Linked DNA regions of Anas platyrhynchos: region 1 is linked to region 2. The links are chromatin contacts, called in public Hi-C maps. All regions are on one chromosome and are shown on one strand. The core of a region is the stretch at or near the end of the contact, and the rest is flanking DNA. Distances in the headings are between cores, read along the strand shown. Region 1 holds the start of ID2 (inhibitor of DNA binding 2). Region 2 has its middle 270 kb from the start of ID2.

The links. A called contact is a pair of places that touch in the nucleus more often than the background predicts.
Region 1: a contact with region 2 is called in a Hi-C map of liver, with 2.0 times the contacts expected there. The contact joins the promoter of ID2 here to the enhancer-like site in region 2.

Annotation. Positions count from the first base shown.
Region 1 is chr3:104,539,887-104,542,586 of IASCAAS_PekinDuck_T2T, reverse strand. It overlaps ID2 (inhibitor of DNA binding 2), which reads right to left and starts at 1,365. Exons shown (of 3, transcript XM_005014170.6): 1 at 869-1,365; 2 at 687-751. The coding sequence starts at 1,216. The coding sequence ends at 695.
Region 2 is chr3:104,266,152-104,269,056 of IASCAAS_PekinDuck_T2T, reverse strand. No RefSeq gene overlaps it. Among named protein-coding and RNA genes, the nearest start is that of ID2, 270 kb to the left of the region's middle. Within about 2 kb of position 1,551, at least 1 of the 8 cell types and tissues checked has an H3K27ac peak or open chromatin away from gene starts, as enhancers often do.

The DNA of each region.
Region 1 (2,700 bases), core at 116-2,615, 270 kb before region 2:
CGCCAGAGAGGAAGCCACAGTTTGAACATTTAACCAAACACTCAAAGATTGGGCAAACCCTGGCGTCCAGATGCAACACATACACGCTCACACACTCGCTCTCAAGAGCGCAAATTGAACATTAAAATAACATACACTCAAGGGAAAGGGTAGAAAGAGGATTCTCAGCCCAATCTCTATTTAGATCTCTGCAAACGCAATGCTCAGAGGCGCCAGTCTGCCTCTTAGAGCAATTATTTGATTAAAAGCAGTCACTTATTTAACTGATAGTGCAGACGATCCCACATCACAGAATTCACGGAATTGTGCCAAGATTCCCAACTTAATCAGTCACTTTGGCCCAGGAAGTTAAGACTTCAAGAAGAGATAACCAGGGAATTCGCTTTAAGCAGTAGCAGAGCAGACAGCCTGTGCTGCTTAATGAACCCTAGCAGCAAGACACACTTTGGACTGCAAGACTCAGTTGGGAGGCTAGTGTTTTGTTTTTTTTTTTTACAGCCGGATTAGGATTATTGGTAATAACAAGAGGATTATAAGCAATAGTAAGTCAATTCTAAGCAAACTTTTAGGAGCGATTTGTTTTGCATGTGACAGTCATCCGGGGGGGGGGGGAATCCCATTCAAAGCCCAACCACTTTCATCTGAACTTTTTATTTTAAGCAAAATAGAAGGTGTGTTCTACTCACCGTCGGATTCAGCCACAAAGTGCTTTGCTGTCACTTGACATGAGTTCTGAGGGGAACTCGGCTGCCTGCAGGGAGAGAGCAGAGACCAGACCCCGCCGTTAGCCTGCTGGGCAGCACGGGCAGCCTTCAGAGGGGGGATCCCGGCTGCACCACCCCCGGGAACACCAAGGGAAGAGCCTTACCTGTAGGGAGAGGATGCTGATGTCTGTGTTGAGGGTGGTCAGCGGGGTCCTGGAGGCCGGGCTCTGTCCCGGCCGCTGGTGGTGCAGGCTGACGATGCTGGGGTGCGAGTCCAAGGCGATCTGCAGGTCCAGGATGTAGTCGATGACGTGCTGCAGGATTTCCATCTTGCTGACCTTCTTGTTCTGCGGGATGCTGGGCACCAGCTCCTTCAGCTTGGAGTAGCAGTCGTTCATGTTGTACAGCAAGCTCATGGGGTCGTCCACCGGGGTTTTGCTGCGGGAGATGCCCAGGTTGTGCTCCGAGAGGCTGTTTTTCCGCACGGACCTCACGGGGCTGAAGGCTTTCATCGCTGAAAGGCGGTGAGGGGAAAGGAAGGAAGGGCACGGAGCGGAGCGAGCTGTTTGCACGCGCGGTGGGGAGCCCAGCGGAGCGCCCTGCCTGCCTCCCTCAGCGCGCCGCCGCACCTCGCTCTGAGGCGCGGGGCCGCGCGGCCCCCCCTTTTATAGGCGCCGCGCCGCCGCGCCCGGCCCGCGCGCGCTGCCATTGGCTAGAGAGCACCCGTCAATCATCCCGAGAGCCCGCCCACTCGAGGAGCGGCCACGAAGGGGTGGGGGCCGCGCGGGCTTCCGCGTGCCCAGCCAATGGCGGCGCCGGGGGGGCGGGGCCCGGGCGCTCAGCTGAGGGAGTAAATAGTGCGCGGCGGGCGGGCGGGCTGAGCGCACGGGGCTGCGCGCGGCCGTTGGGACCGTTAGCGCCGGGCGGCCGTGAGGGAGCTGCCGCCGGCGGTAGCAGCCAGGGGGACATCAGTGGAAAAAAAAAAAAAGAAATAAAGCAATAAACGAGTTGTTTTTGTTTAATTGCAGGGTTCGTCTCAGGTTTTTAAGCCGAGCTCCTTCGCGTTTTCCATCCCCGTACTTAACACTGAGCAGCGCCTCAGGGAGAGCCGGCTCCGGCGGGGCGGCCGCGCACGACCAAAACTGACAGAACTCGCCCCAAAAAACGCCGCGCGGGCGCCAACAACCCCGCGAAGCCAATTAACATCCCCACTAATTACCCGCGCGGCTCCCCCTTCCCAAGCAGCCCCGCCGTGGGGGGCCCCGCGGCCTTTCCCCCCCCCCATCCCTCACCCCTCACCCGTCCCCCTTTGCATCCCCCCCCCGGGGGGGGCCCCGGCGCTGCCCGGCCCCGCTCCTCCCCTCCCTCAGCCCGGGGCCGGCCGGGACTGCGCGGCGCCAGCCCCGTGACATCAGCCCCTCGCCGCCGCCCCCCCCTCGGCCCGCCCGCCCTCGCCGCCCGGGCCCGGCGGCGCCGCTGAGGCGGCTGCCATGGCGACCGGGGCTGCGCCCGCGGCGGCGGCAGGCAGGCGGCAGGCAGGCGGCGGGCCCGGCCCCGCTTCCCCCTCCCGGGCGCACCTGCAGCGGGGGCAGCCCGAGCCGGACGCCTCACGGCCCGCCTCAGGGAGGGGGTGCTGAGGGGGTTTGGGGGGGGTTCACGAGGCTCCGGAGGGGTTTTGGGGGTTTTTGTGAGGTAAAAAATGCGGCCCCCCCCTCCCCTCACTCCTCGCTCAGTTTTGGGGCGCCTGAGGGAAATGGCGGGGGGGGAGAAAAAGGGGGGGGGGGGGCGCTGCCCTCGCCGCTGTTAGCGACGTTTATTTATCGAGGAATAAGCGCGAATGGTTTTAATTGCCTCAAACGGGACTTGAAATGAAATAAAATAAAATAAAAAAATAAAAATCTGTGAAGCTTGGCCCCTTCCCAAGCCATCGGCACCGCCGCGTAGGTTTTGGTGCGGGGCTTCGCGGCGCGCCAGGTGAAATACCTCGGCCAGCCCC
Region 2 (2,905 bases), core at 302-2,801:
TGTCACCCTTTTTTTCCAAAATAAAACTTTGGAGGCTTTAATGAAGTTGTAGATTTTTAATTGGAAAAAAAAAAAAAAAAAAAGACCAAAAAAATAAGTGCTGCTGATAACATAGCAGCAAGTGAAAAACAGATACTTGTATTTGTCTGCATGTTATGGAAGAGAACAAATATGTTTCTTTAGCTAATGCAATGATTTTTAGCATATATTATGAAATGATCCACTTTCCCTATTGCACTTATTTTGATATTTCTTTAAAAAACAAACAAACAAACAAAAAAAACAAACCAAAAAACCAAAGCTAAGAACCTCTTCTGGCTCTTTTGAAATCCACCAGCTCTCACAGCATAGGGTGTGTAACTTCTACTACTGTACTATAAATATAGTATTTGCTCTCATATTGTGCTTTTTCATTGAAATAGCTGAATCATATTACAAGTAAGGTGAATTAGGAATGACGGGGGTTTTCATATAAGAAATTTTGGCGAAAACAATATTTTTCACTTTTGGAAATATTTTTTTTTTAATTATAAAAATAGATCTTTTTTATTTTTCTTTTCCTTTTAAGTTTGTCTTGAGAAAAAAGGTACTGTTTGCCATGAAGACCAAAAAAACCCACATATTTTCACTTCAGTGAACAGCTGCAAGACAGCAATAAATTTCCAACAAAAAATTTTGGTTTATCTTAATTAGAACCATTATTTAAGACATAGTCTACCCTTAATGGGTGAATTATATGTATTTTATGAAAGAGTAAGCAGAGATATTACTAGTTCTTTAGGCTTTTAAGGTGAATTGGTGCAGTCAGAAGAGAAGTATAGATTTTGCATCCCCAGCTCCTGTTCACAGCACTAAGTCAGCCAAAAATAGTACTTTACAATATGAGGGAGAGCAACTGGAGCCATTTCCAGTACGATTCTGCTTTCTCACGAGATCAACAGGTAATAATGAATACATTTTTGATATTCTAGCTAGTTCCTATAGGATTGTTATTCATGGTATTAGAGTTGGTGAAACTTTTCACCAATGGATTCCAAGAACACTTTTCTTAACATTTATACTCTGGCATAATTTCCATTAATGCAGCTTTTCCTAATTTTTACCAACACAGGAGCTAGATAAGAATCAGGCCCACTGCGTTATACCAAGAGGAGATTATTTCTTGGGACTACACAAATATCTCTGGTTCCTACTGTCTCTCGCTGGCTGATGTTTACTCCCTGAGATAAGCGCACTTTTTTTGTGGCTACTCCTACATGTCATTAACCATGTGGTCTACAATGTATTTTGGAGTCTAGCTGGCTTTTGCCAAAGAGCACATAGGACCATGCTCTCTATGTCTCTGTAGAAACCCACCTATAGCCCAGCCCATTTTAATGTTTTTTGGTTTGAGGATTAAGTTATTAGTTTCACAGTCAAATATATGCATTTCTCATTCTGGTTATTCTCTTCACAATTAATCAATCTGACTAGGAGGCTGATCTGATCTCATCAGCTACATAGCTAGAAAGCAGAGAGAAAAAACAGAACCCTTCTGATATGGTGGCTGCATTCCTTCTGTGTATGCCTCCTGGAGAGTGGTTTACCACAGAGTCTCCTGTTTGTACATATAGGGCTGTCCTCCCCCTTTGCGACATAACAACAACATGATGTGAAAATAAATTGAAAAACTCCCAGGAATGTTCCTCTCCAAGGCATATGTGCATATCCAAATGCACACAAGTGAGCTCGTGTACAAACTCAAATGAACACAATATGTGTGCACACGCACAAACTCACGTGCTGTCACATTTGGCTCAATAGCCAGCGTGGTTAAATAATGTCAATAGCAGAAAGCCTTACGGTGCTGACACTTCCTCTGGCTGTAAAATATTTACTGTTCCTTTAAAACTGTGAATTAAAAAAAAAAAAAAAAAAAAGGTCAGTCTGTATACTGAACAAGGAGTAAAAAAAAAATCCTTTTTTTATTAGAAAACACTTGAAACTTATCATGTGCAGCAGATGGGAGTAGAAAATGCAGCTTGAAGACAGTTATATAAATATATCCTTGATGTCTGTTTTGCTTTTCAATTTGCAGTGAAAAGTACAAAGGTAGAGTACAGCGCCAGTCAGGGCTGCACTGTGTCTCTTGATATCCATTCCAGATGTTGGCTAGACTTCGTGGAGCCAGGCTTATGGCACTGAGGCTGGAGCTAGTTGTCTTTTCCTCCAGGTGTGATGCTTCATGCTGATCCCCCCACATGCTAGCCTGTCTTATCCAAACACACTAAGCTCTGTGACAGGCATCTACCACCTTTTTGACCAAAATTCACCTCTCCCCCCCAACCCCCCCACCTCCGTGCTTTCCACCCAGCCCAACTTCTTTCAGCTTGATGGGCTCTGCAGACAAGCCCACTTGTCCCTGCCTATCATTCTGTCACTTCAAAAGCAAGTCCCCCTAAAAAAATGAGCTCTGACGTGGTTCTCAAATAATGCTAGTCAGTTAGTAGCTGCTTTGAATATTCCTCTTTGTGTTTTGAGAGTGTCTGGAGGTACTATTTGACACCGAGTATGTCTGCCAAGCCTCTAATGGTAGTTCTCTGTTTGTGCATGCTTGTAAAGGATTTTACACTGTAATATTTTAACTCCCTGATTAAACATTGCTAAGCACAGAAGTATATCATAAATCTTACAGGCGCCAACTCCATTTATCTGAATGTTAGTTACTGTCTACGGTGGGTAAACAAATTACAGCACAGTTTATTACAATATATGGGGCCACGATGTAGCTCTATTAATATCTTGTACCCCCTGGAAATATATTGTTGGCTCACAGTCTGAATTTTCTCTCCTCAACAATTAAAAACAAATTCTGAATGGAGGGTGGGAGGGTGCATGTTAGAGGGAGGGGGAAGCATCAGGCACT